Linked DNA regions of Mus musculus: all the other regions are linked to region 1. A link is a contact called in public promoter capture Hi-C data. All regions are on one chromosome and are shown on one strand. The core of a region is the stretch at or near the end of the contact, and the rest is flanking DNA. Distances in the headings are between cores, read along the strand shown. Region 1 holds the start of Gpatch1 (G patch domain containing 1). Region 2 overlaps Tdrd12 (tudor domain containing 12). Region 3 holds the start of Tdrd12 (tudor domain containing 12). Region 4 holds the start of Slc7a10 (solute carrier family 7 (cationic amino acid transporter, y+ system), member 10).

Evidence for each region. Promoter capture Hi-C pulls out the DNA fragments that hold promoters and counts their contacts.
Region 2: a promoter capture Hi-C map of hippocampal neurons shows a contact between it and region 1, with 3 times the contacts expected there. The contact joins the enhancer-like site here to the promoter of Gpatch1 in region 1. A contact is called at or near these places in 1 of 39 promoter capture datasets (hippocampal neurons), 3 of 484 Hi-C or Micro-C datasets (cardiomyocytes and nephron progenitors), 3 of 115 datasets of contacts at active chromatin or transcription factors (embryonic stem cells and epiblast stem cells) and 2 of 9 other capture datasets (liver and pancreatic islet).
Region 3: a promoter capture Hi-C map of the HPC-7 cell line shows a contact between it and region 1. The contact joins the promoter of Tdrd12 here to the promoter of Gpatch1 in region 1. A contact is called at or near these places in 6 of 39 promoter capture datasets (the C10 cell line, the HPC-7 cell line, embryonic stem cells and 2 more), 1 of 115 datasets of contacts at active chromatin or transcription factors (embryonic stem cells) and 2 of 9 other capture datasets (liver and pancreatic islet).
Region 4: a promoter capture Hi-C map of embryonic stem cells shows a contact between it and region 1. The contact joins the promoter of Slc7a10 here to the promoter of Gpatch1 in region 1. A contact is called at or near these places in 2 of 39 promoter capture datasets (the 3T3-L1 cell line and embryonic stem cells) and 1 of 115 datasets of contacts at active chromatin or transcription factors (embryonic stem cells).

The regions. Positions count from the first base shown.
Region 1 is chr7:35,316,829-35,319,719 of GRCm38.p6, reverse strand. It overlaps Gpatch1 (G patch domain containing 1), which reads left to right and starts at 1,280. Exons shown (of 20, transcript NM_026181.1): 1 at 1,280-1,379. The coding sequence starts at 1,307.
Region 2 is chr7:35,500,837-35,503,554 of GRCm38.p6, reverse strand. Tdrd12 (tudor domain containing 12) reads left to right here. Exons shown (of 31, transcript NM_001368387.1): 10 at 2,085-2,165. Among named protein-coding and RNA genes, the nearest start is that of Tdrd12, 36 kb to the left of the region's middle. Within about 2 kb of position 1,329, at least 10 of the 459 cell types and tissues checked have an H3K27ac peak or open chromatin away from gene starts, as enhancers often do. A contact at or near this core is called in epiblast stem cells and hippocampal neurons, where this site is marked.
Region 3 is chr7:35,536,288-35,538,987 of GRCm38.p6, reverse strand. Tdrd12 (tudor domain containing 12) reads left to right here and starts at 1,273. Exons shown (of 31, transcript NM_001368387.1): 1 at 1,273-1,474. The coding sequence starts at 1,451.
Region 4 is chr7:35,184,989-35,187,702 of GRCm38.p6, reverse strand. It overlaps Slc7a10 (solute carrier family 7 (cationic amino acid transporter, y+ system), member 10), which reads right to left and starts at 1,318. Exons shown (of 11, transcript NM_017394.4): 1 at 1,053-1,318. The coding sequence starts at 1,221.

The DNA of each region.
Region 1 (2,891 bases), core at 31-2,530:
CCCTGGACTCACTTAGACAACTAGGCTGACATTAAACTCATAGAAATCCCCCTGCCTCTGCCTCCTCTGCCTCCTCTGCCTCCTCTGTCTCTGCCTCTGCCTCCTCTGCCTCCTCTGCCTCTGCCTCTGCCTCTGCCTCTGCCTCTGCCTCTGCCTCTGCCTCTGCCTCTGCCTCTGCCTCTGCCTCTGCCTCTGCCTCTGCCTCTGCCTCTTGAGTGCTGAGATTAAAAGTGTGAGTCACCAAGCCAGGCTGAATCACACCCCCCCCCGCCCCCCCACGTCTTGGCCAAGCTTGTGAAGTGAGATAACAGCGCCCATTGGCAGATGTCTGTACCTTAGATTTTCTGAAGGACCTCTCATTCTTAGCCCACTTGGTCTGCTTCTCTCTCTCTTTTCTAATTATTTGATTATTTATTATAGTGTCTCATTGTGTAGTTTAGGCTGATGTCCAGCTCTCTATCCATGCTTGATATCTTGTTTCTTGTCTTTCACCAATTTCCTTAGCGTGCAGGGTTCTGATATTCTCAGGGTCGGCAAATCCTTCCAAAAGTCTAGGAGGGGGCCTCACTTTTGCAAATATAAAGATGACAAGTATATTGTGTGTGAGTGTGTGTGTGGCCCGATTCATACGATGTGCACTAAAGACACATCTGCCTGTTGGTTCCTTCCCATTTCCGGTGTAGAGGGCCAGACAGTGGCCACTGGGCAAGCACTTTTCCGGAAGCTGGTTGGGACCGGTGGAAGATCGGGTTGGCACTTATTGCTGGCTGAGGCAATTAAGCAGGGGCGAAGGAGCCAGTCGCAGGACTGGCTGTACGGAATTACAGAGACTCTGCCCTGCGTCCGAATATTTGGTTTCCAGCATCTTATCGCTGTGTCCTTCCAGTACTCAGGCGCATGGCAGAGCCAGGATGGGGTGTACAGAGACCAATATTGTTTTTGTTGTTTGTTTGTTTTCGTTTTCTTCTTCTTCTTTTTTTTTTTTTCTCGAGACGAGACAGGGTTTTTTTGTGTAGCTTTCATTGTCCTGAAACTTTCTTTGTAGACCAAGCTGGCCTCGAACTCAGAGATTCTCCTGCCTCTGCCTCCTGACTGTTAGGATTAAAGGCGTGCGCTATCACTTCCCGGCACAGATACAAATCTTATCTGCAGTCGGACTTGCATAGGACTATGATTTGCGAGGAGGAGGTGACATTTCCCCCTCAAACAAGTCTTTATAGAATGCTCCAGTTCACAGAAGCGAAACTGAATGTTTTTGGCCTATAGAGGCTCCCGTAGCGAGGGGGCGGAGCCCGGAAGGAGCAGGATGGCGGCGCTGGACAGTGACAGCGACGAGGATCTGATCAGCTATGGAACGGGCCTGGAGCCTCTGGACGAAGGTGCGGGTCCGATGGCCGGCGGTGTCTGAAGGGCGCAGGCTGAGAGTCCAGCACGTGGGCGACAGCGACATCTCGTCCTGGGTCTGGGCTCGCTCGCTGTGGGCACAGGGAACACGCTGGAGAGGCTTGTGCACTGCACTTGGGCGCCGCGTTCTCGGGGGGCAGAGAAGGACGCGGAGGGCTGGGAGATGCAGGAATGACTAGGCAACATGGGTATGATGGAGGGCGGTCAGTCAGTCTCTTGTCCCGAGGCAACGTTTGCACCCGTCCTTGAAAGTAAAAGAAACCAGACCTGGAAAATCTGGGGAGAAACACTTGAGATAGGAAATCCCTTAAAGTGGCAGACAGCTTAGCAGTCTAGGGATAGTCAGGATTCGTGTGGGTGGCCCTTGCCATGGTAAGGAATCTGGAGTGTGTGTGTCCCTGAGGAGGGAACCTCGTGCATTCTAGGCTAGTGTGTTACAACTGAGCTACATATCCAACCCCAAGAATTGGAATCTTTCCTTTTTCTGACAGGGTCTCATGTAACCCATGCTGACATCAAACCCCACTTTATAGCCCAGACTGGACTTGAACTCTTGATCCTCCTATTCTTGTGTAACATGTGCTTGGTTTGCAGCTGTGTGCCGTCACACCCAGCCAGGAGTTTGGCTCTTATACTACGGGTATTGGTTCAGTTTACACAAAGAGAAATGCATTTCTTCCCTTTTACTTTTTTTTTGGGGGGGGGGGAACAGGGCCTTGCTAGCTCCACTTGGCTGGACTCACAGTATTTTAGCAGCCTCTGCCTCTCAGGTGCTGGTGTTAAAGGTGTGTAGTGCCATGCCTGGCAGGATGCATGTTTTAACATTATGTTTGCTTTAATTTTGAGAGTAGTTTCCTTGGGGGGTGGGCAGGAATGAAGCAGGGAGACTGTGGTTGTGTGGACTGGAGAGTTAGCAGCAACAGCTGTTGAGTAGGTTTTGCATGGAGCAGACTTGACCGGTGTTGACTGGAGTTGCTCGTGAAATACAGAAATACAGGGGTGAAGGTAAGATGAAGCAAGGCTCTGTGGCGTTTCCGGTCTGTTTCACTTAATGACTAGGTTTATCTACTGGGTGTCCATACCGCTGATGGGAGTGCTAACATTGTGGGGAAGATAGAGGAGTCACAGTGGTGGACCAGAAGTTACCTGTAGACTTTTGTTGGTGAGGCTTCCCCCCACTGCCGCCTCCTGCTTCCCATCCTGACCTGTTGGCTATACCTCTGAGACATTTTCACTGAGACTCTTACTGCCTTTTTTTTTTTTTTGTTTTGTTTTGTTCCATTTTTTATTAGGTATTTAGCTCTTACTGCCTTTTTAAAATTTATTTTATTTTTATTTTTTGGCAGGAGTGGGTATAAGATAGGGTCTTTCTATATAGTCCAAGCTGGCCTTCTATTTATCAAATATGTAGACCAGGCTAGCTTTAAACTCAGGACTATGCTCCTTTCTTAGCCTTCCCAGTCCTGGGATTACAGCTTTGCACATCA
Region 2 (2,718 bases), core at 80-2,579, 180 kb before region 1:
CCTAGTTGGATACAGCTGTATGATAAGGCTCACCCCATGAACAGCACGGTGGCTGTGCAGGGTGAGTAAGCACAGGCCACAGCAAGCACAGCTTAGCAGCGTACAAGGTTGGAGAAAGTCAAGAGTAGTTCTCCAAAGTCTCTGACTATACCCCTGTCCTCGTTAAGATGCACATGGTAACATCAAAGGATCCACAGGAGAGCTGTAGTTCTGGGGGAAATTGCTGTGTGCTTTGTTTAGGCCACTTAGGGAACAAATCAGCAGCAGGAATAAGATGGTGGAGATTCCCCCTTCACACGGATCACAGGCTCACCTTTCCTCTGAGTTCAGTGATGGATTTTCTTCTGGAATTTAGGGCACATTGCTGATAGGGTTAGAATTACTGACATTGAATATGGTCTTGGAGCAGGACTAGAAGAAAACAGAGAGACAGAAAAACAACTAGAATTCCTGAGACTGAAGAAGGGCCCTGCCTCTCATTTCTTTGATATGCCAGAGGCGTCTTGATTAGGAGTTCTGATAGCTACATTTGCTGTGCAGTTCAGTATCTAGGCTATCCTCAGCCTGATAGAGGAGGGGAAGAGCAAGAAATCTCCAGAGTCCTGCTTCCAGCACTCAGTTGCTTTGGACTCAGTTTCTAGAAGTAAACCAGTTTCACTAGCAGAGAGGCTGCGGCCAGCCCGGCATGGTTTCACAGTCAGTGCTGAGCCCCGTTCTCACAGAAGCAAGCGTGTCTGGGTAGGTGAAGTGCTTCCTTACCACTACTTTTTACAGATTTCCAGAAAATTGTTATGTTTGTGGGTTAAACAATTGGAGAAAAGCTTGCCGCCCAGTCCCAGCCTTGTTTTGAAGCAGTGAGTAGGATTTGTTCTTCTGTCAAATCCTCCTCCAAGGATGGTTTGGGGAGACTGCAGAAATATAAACAGGAAAGTACGTTGTCAGTTCAAGACTAACTGCTTTAAACAGGATAAAACAATGTAAAAGAGAGTGCCATGTCAGACTTAAATGAAACATTTAAACTCTCAGTAGCAAGAGATGCTAGCCAAGAGACACTGCAGTTGGGGTAAGTATTACAACTCTGAGGCTCCCAGAGAGCCTTGGGATGCTAGCTGAGAGCTGTCCCTTGCAAAGGAAGTCTGCAGGTCAGGAGGACCAGGAGGAGCAGTCTTCTGTCTCCATGGGGTCTCTAGAATAGCAGGTCTTCAAGCCAGGAATCTCTGAAGCTACAGATCAGGAAGATGGAGTGGCGGAAATCTGAAGCAGTGGGTTTTGGAAGCTGAAAGCAGCTTCAGGGAAGACCTTCCTTCCACAGCCCTGCAGAGGGCAGTGAGTGTTAGAGGCTGCGGCAGGAATGAGTCCCTATGGCTGGTAGCTCAGGGTTGCAGCCTCACTCAGTCTGTACCTGGCTAGTCTTGAAGACAGACTGATGAGCGAGCCAGCTGGGAAACAGGGGCCCCTGGGGCTAGGCTGGGGGTGGGGGTCTTCTCCTCTTCTTCTGTAAGAGCCTAAGCAGCTCTGACTTGGAAGCCCCAGCACACCGAATTTATATAACTACCCTCTTGCTCCCGATTGGTTGGATGTGAGGAGATGAGAAATAGGACCACCAGGAAAGAGATGTAGGCCTGGTGGAGGGAGAACACAGGTTCCCAGGCGGCTGCCTTTGCAGGAATAGGGAACTAGTAAGGAAACTCCTGGTCGTTCCTGGCTACTCCAGCAGTTCTTGGAGGCTGCCTGCTGCTTTCTGGCTTCTTCCTTCCACCAGGGATTTCACTCTGTTTGAGTTTAGGAGCTTTTTGTTTTGTGGGTTTTTGGTTTTGTTGTTTGTTTTATTTTGTTTTTGTTACTGTTGTTGTTTGGTTTCTGTTTTTATTTCTTTAGCAGCTACTCCTGCTAAAGGGGTGGGCAGGGCACACAGACAAGGACAGGACCCTGACCCCCAACAGTTTTTCTGTGTCTTGCAGTGGAGGCATGTGGTTTTCTCAGCAACAGGGGCTTATTATCTAGGTTCTAGTGGTCAACCAATAGCATTGGGAATTGCCTGTATTAACTTGTGAATAAATCTTTTAATGTGTTTTGGTCTCCAGTGGGTCTAGCCAGAGGCCGAATGAGAAGCCACTGCGGTTGACTGAAAAGAAAGACTGTGACGAGAAGAACGGCTGTGTAAAGTAAGGCTGGGTTTGTTTGTTTGTTTGGGCTGAATTAGTTCGTTTGCTTGGTTTCTCTTTTCCCTGACTTGAATTGTTTATTGAAATAATTGTATAAAACGATAAGCACGAATTTACCTTTAATGTTGTTGACTTCAAACCTCCAGTCCCATAAGACAGTAAATATTCAGGAAGTCCCCTGTAGGTTTGTAAGCTCTGTCAGGGTGGTCAGGTTAAATCCCCATCATTCTGGTGGAAGGGATCACCCTTACCCTGATTCCTGCAGTGAGGTGGGCAGGGTTTAAACGGTGCTTGATACAGTCTTATCCGTCTTACAGCTATTCATTTTGATGGGTGATGCTTGCTTTCCTTCCCAGTTTTCTGATGTTAAATGGGTCCACCTCCTCCTCTCTCACAGCAAAGTAATTTTATTTTATTCTTGTTTAATTCACAAAACTGGTTCATACCCAAGCTCTGATTTTTGGGAGGCAGAGGCAGGTGGATTTCTGAGTTCGAGGCCAGCCTGGTCTACAGAGTGAGCTCCAGGACAGCCAGGGCTACACAGAGAAACCCT
Region 3 (2,700 bases), core at 24-2,523, 220 kb before region 1:
TATGAATGTGGCAACAAGCGCTTTGCACATTGAATGATCTCTCTAGCATCAAGCTTACTTTTAAAACTGGATGCACATTGTTTCCTAAACACATGATCCCCTCCGTCCCCTCCTAGTTCCACACGTTCTTGAAACCGGAAGTCTCTTTGTTGCCATCCTAATTCCCTACCAGTAGATGACTACAATTGAATACAAACTCAAGCATTTTTTTTTTCCCCAAAATTCAACCATCAAAGAATTCATTTGTAAAATTATTTGGGTCGGCAGAGTCATGGTTCCTTTAATTCCACTTCTTGTTTGTTGCTGATGCGCAAGACAGCACTGATAGCTAACCCTCCCTGTGCTTCTGTGTCTTTTGTTTCAATGTAATCACATGTAACTTAGAACCACTATGTCTGTCTCAGGATACAAGATCAGAAAATAGGAGTTAAAAACCCCCTCTGAGGGCTGGTGAGATGGCTCAGTGGTTAAGAGCGCCGACTGCTCTTCCAAAGGTCCTGATTTCAAATCCCAGCAACCACATGGTGGCTCACAACCATCCATAACGAAATCTGATGCCCTCTTCTGGAGTGTCTGAAGACAGCTACAGTGTACTTACATATAATAAATAAATAAATAAATAAATAAATAAATAAATATTTAAAAAAAAAAAACCTATGACCAGGCAGTGATGGCACATGCCTTAATACGGAGGCAGAGGCAGGCAGATTTCTGAGTTCAAGGTCAGCCTGGTCTACAGAGTGAGTTCCAGGACAGCCACATCCAGGGCACAGCCACATCCAGGGCTATACAGAGAAACCCTGCCTCGAAAAACAAACAAACAAACCTATGCTGCCACAATAACGTACAAGTGTGGGTAGAACCTGGCTCAGGAGGTGGGGTCTTTTCCAGAATGTGGTCCGGTGGAAATGATGCCAGGAAGACACAAAATCTGGGTGGCTGATTAGAACACCCTGTGATGGTTGCAAGCCAAAGTCAGATATTGATATAGGAGAGGCCCATAAGTGCTATGACAGAGGATGCAAGCTGGTCCAAGGGGAGTGGAGAGCAGGGTTTCCTGCCAGGCAATACTGCTAAAGACTTGGCTTGCATGCAGTCACTCCATGGGGGGGAGGGAGGGGAACACAAGTAAAACCCCATACAGGTTGCACCATGCATCCTTCCTAGCCCTGTAGTTCACCGCCCAGCCTGAGGGTGGCGCAGTGCGCAGCCAGGCCATTATCCAGGCCGTTGGTGCGCATGTGCTTTCTAGCCTTCTGGAGCCCTGTGCGCAGGAGCGTGGTGAGCGCCGGCCGTTAGGAGTGCGTGCATGCTAGGGGCTTACGAAGGCTGGTGGTGCAGAGGCTCCCAGGCCAGGTCTTTTTGTCGGTGGTGAGGGACGCTCACTCTCACTCCGCGTGCTGTCTCCCCGTCTGTGTGCTGTGATCTCCTCTGTGAGAGAAGGGCCAGGATGTTCGAGGTCCTGGTGCTGAAGGTGAGGAGTGCCCGAGGCCTTCCTCGAGCAGCTTCCCCACGTGCGGCTGCCATCTTGGGGGCCCCAAAACTCGGGTGCCGTAGGCTTGCGTTCCGATTAAGTGAGTGACGCAGATGCATTCCCTGGTTGCAGATGGGGTGGCAAAATGTTAATATACTTCAATTATCCAGTATATGAACTGACCTCAGTGGAGCATGCAGGAAAATAAATCACAGTGAGTTCTGGGCCAGCCTGGGCTACATAGTGAGACCCTGTCTAACAAACATCACCTCCCCAAATGAAATATTCATTGGGGAACCGATCAGTTACAATTAAATTTATTCTGTAAACTTAGGCCTTGTAACCTTGGTATGGTCACTTATTTTAAAATTTACGTGTGTGTGTGTGTGTGTGTGTGTGTGTTATCCCTGTGGGAGTGCCTGTGCCATGGCACACATGCAGAGGGCAACAGATCTGAGGATTGAATTCAGGTAGGTAGGCCTGTTGGCAATCACCTTTTCCTGACTCCTCCTACAGGTCCCGCTTATTTTAACAAATGCATTTAATTTTAGTTGCTTAACTCTGTAGCCCTGGCTTGCTTGGTACTCGATATAGAGACCAAGCTGGCCTTGAACTTAACAGAGATCAACCTGCCTTTTTGCCTCTCCAGTGCTGGGATCAAAGTTGTGCACTACTGTATCCAGCATGTCAAGCATCATTAAAGATTTTATTTTATTTATTTTTTTTTTTGGTTTTTCGAGACAGGGTTTCTCTGTATAGCCCTGGCTGTCCTGGAACTCACTTTGTAGACCAGGCTGGCCTCGAACTCAGAAATCCACCTGCCTCTGCCTCTGCTGGGATTAAAGGCAGGCGCCACCATGCCTGGCTAAAGATTTTATTTTTATTTTTAATTTTTATTTTTTTAACTATGAATCTTTTTAAAAAGATTTATTTATTTATTATTTATTTATTATATGTTAGTACACTGTAGCTGTCTTCAGACACTCCAGAAGAGGGTATCAGATTTCGTTAGGCTTATGGTCTAAAAGCAATGTTCAAGATTTAGAGGGAAGATCTGGGATGTATAAACGTGAATTCTGGGAGATAGGGGCAGAGCTTGTCTCATCGAAGCCAAGGGTCACCAGGTTGTAAAACCACATCATTCTTGGCAGTCCAGGAGGAGCAGCTGTGCACCTCGTTCCATTGAATAGGTAAGCTGTGTGTTTAACCTTTCGGCTTCTTCAGTG
Region 4 (2,714 bases), core at 69-2,568, 130 kb after region 1:
GGGGATACCCAAGAGACACTACATCTCTCCAGCTGGAGTTTCTCATGGAAGGGCACAGAGCAGAAGGTAAAGATCACACACACACACACACACACACACACACACTTCAGCCTTTCTCTATCTCCAGGGGTCAAAGGGCAGAAAGAGAGCTATTTGGCTGCATCCCTACTGTGTGCCACTTCCTACTGGCTGGGAAAGGGGACAATCAAGACCCCAATTACTGCTCTTTTAGACCCCCAACTCCTGGGCACAGGGAATCAGAAAAGGCCCCGCCCAAGAGGTCTAGTCCAGTTCTCCTTCAGGAGTCAAGGGACAGACAGAGGTGGGGTTGCTGCCCAACCCTGTCCCCGGGGCATTCTACCTATGCAAAAAGCACCATCTGTAGGAAGAGCGAGAGGGGCCAGGCCATGAGAGCACCCATTCAGATGCCACCAGATCACGAGAGTGCTCACTTGGATCCCAGGGCTGAGTGGGTGCTCTCCTGGAGGCTTGGTCTGCTCCTGGCTACTTCGCTACCTCTCCTCGGATTCTGTGGCCACCTCTGCCAGGAAGGTCAGCTTCGTGGCCTTTAACCCTTGCTTTAGACTCTACCCGGCCATTTACCTTCCTGCTTTCCAAGAACAGATGGCTTCACTTCCCTGGCACTTGAATCTGGCACACAGTAGGGATGCACACAGGCTGCCCTGCAGCCCAGAACTTGCCACTCAAGCCAGGCCTAGCAATTATTTCCGTTTCCTAGGTGGGAACAGGGGACTTGCCTTGGTAAAGCCCCTCAGCTGAGTGAAGGCCAGGGGAGGGTTGCAGCAAGGAAAGCCCCCACCCGAACCCCCACCCCCTTCCAGGCGCAAATTTTCAGAGAGGTTGGGGAGGTGAGGGCAAGAAGTTTTGTGACTGGTTTGCCAGGTTCTGTTCCGAATGGGGTCAAGTGTATTCTCCAGCTATGGCAGCAGGTGCTCGAAGGGTTCCTTTGCCCCTGTGGTCTTATGGTCTTCGTGAGGGAGGAACATAAAGGGGTTCCCCCAGTACTTCCACGCTATGTACGCCCTACTCACCGATGATGATGGTGCAAGCGCTCACCAGCCCGATCTCTTTCTTGAGTGCCACCCGCTCCGAGGCGCCCGGGCCGGGACCAGGGCCCGGGGAAGGCGAGGGCGCAGGGCCGGGGTTCCCGTGCCCGCCTGGCTGTTGTATGTGGCTTGCCATGTCGCTGTCCCGCCTCATCCCAGTTCCCTGCGCTACCCCGTCTGTCCGGCCCGCAGCCAGTCCTCCGTCGGTCGGTTCGTCTGTCGGTGCGCTCGCGGCCCTCGCAGCCCGGGACAGCGCCCACAGGCGGGCGCATGCGCTGGCACGGGGCCCGGGCCCCCGGGGGCCCCCGGGCGGCTGGATCCAGGGAGGGACGGAAGGAGGGACGGCCGGCAGCCCCCTCCCCCACCGCCCTTAAAGGGAACTCCCCCTTCCCCCCCACCCCCAACCCTAGTCAGGGGAGACAGGAGGGGACTGGGATCAGACTTAGAAAGGACTTCCTAGTTGAGTGAACGAAGGGGCTACACCCAGACTTGGGTGAGGTGGGGGAGAAGAGCTCAAAGACCAGGCTGTCCCTGCGCTCAAGGAGTGTGAGCAAGACGTGCTGGGGTAGGCGGTGCTGCATGCCCCAGCCTGTACTTTCTAAATCCCTCAAGCCCCATTTGTGAAGGGTGGGCATTGCACAGGTTGAAAACCACCGCCTAGCGGCAATTAGCCTGACAGTGGCACGGTCTCCATGAAGACTTTTTGATAGCTCCCTGGCCTCTAGGCGGTCCTGACTGAGTCATTTGGGATGAATGGAGACTGTCCTTAAAACAATTCTGAAGGCAAAAGGCTTGAGAAGAGTTGAAGATAAGGAGACCCCAGTGGGGCCCCGGGCATCCTGGGAGTTTGGGACAGTCCCCATCACCATCAAATCTATCCCTGCCTCAGCATCCCCTAATTCCTCTTCGGGTCCAGCCTTAGGTCCCCACCGCAGACTCCTCTACACAGGTCAGTCAGGGCACAGTGGACTGGGACTTTGGCCCAGGCCGTCTAGCATGGCTCAAGGTGACCAGACCGCTGGAAGTGCCAGAGAGACGGGAAGAGAACAATTGTGGTAGCAAGGAGGTATCGGGCCCAGGATCCTGGGAAGCCTGCCTCCTCCCGGAAGCCATTGGGCGGTGCAGCCCAGATCGCGGGGCAAATTCATGCGCGGGTGGTGCGAGGGAGCAGGGCCGCGTCGGGGCCACCGGGGCGGCGGGCGGAGCGAGGCTGGCACGGTGTGGCCGACGGCGGAACAGCTTTTGTGTGTTGCTGGCGATAGCTGCGTCGCGCCGTCCCCTGCATGAGGATGAGGCCACTCGGGGCCACCGGTCCTTCCCCCGATCGCGGCCTCAGAGTTTGCTGGGGAAGGGCAGGGAGGACCCGAGATGGGACGAGTTCAGGAGCCCAAGAGCCTGGGCTGGGGGCGGAGCACGGAGGTGGGGTCTTGGCCAGGGCCTGGTACTTCGAAATTGGGGCGGGGACTTGATAAATAGAAGAGGGAGGACTCTGGGGGGACCAGGAGGGGGAAGCCACTCGGCAGAGCTTCATCCTTCGCACTCCCGACGAAGCCCAACATTCTTGGCGACCTCTGCCTCCCGCCCCAGAGACGATAAGCTGAACGTGGCAAGACTCTCTTAAAGGAACCTCGTGCGGTGCTGGGTCAG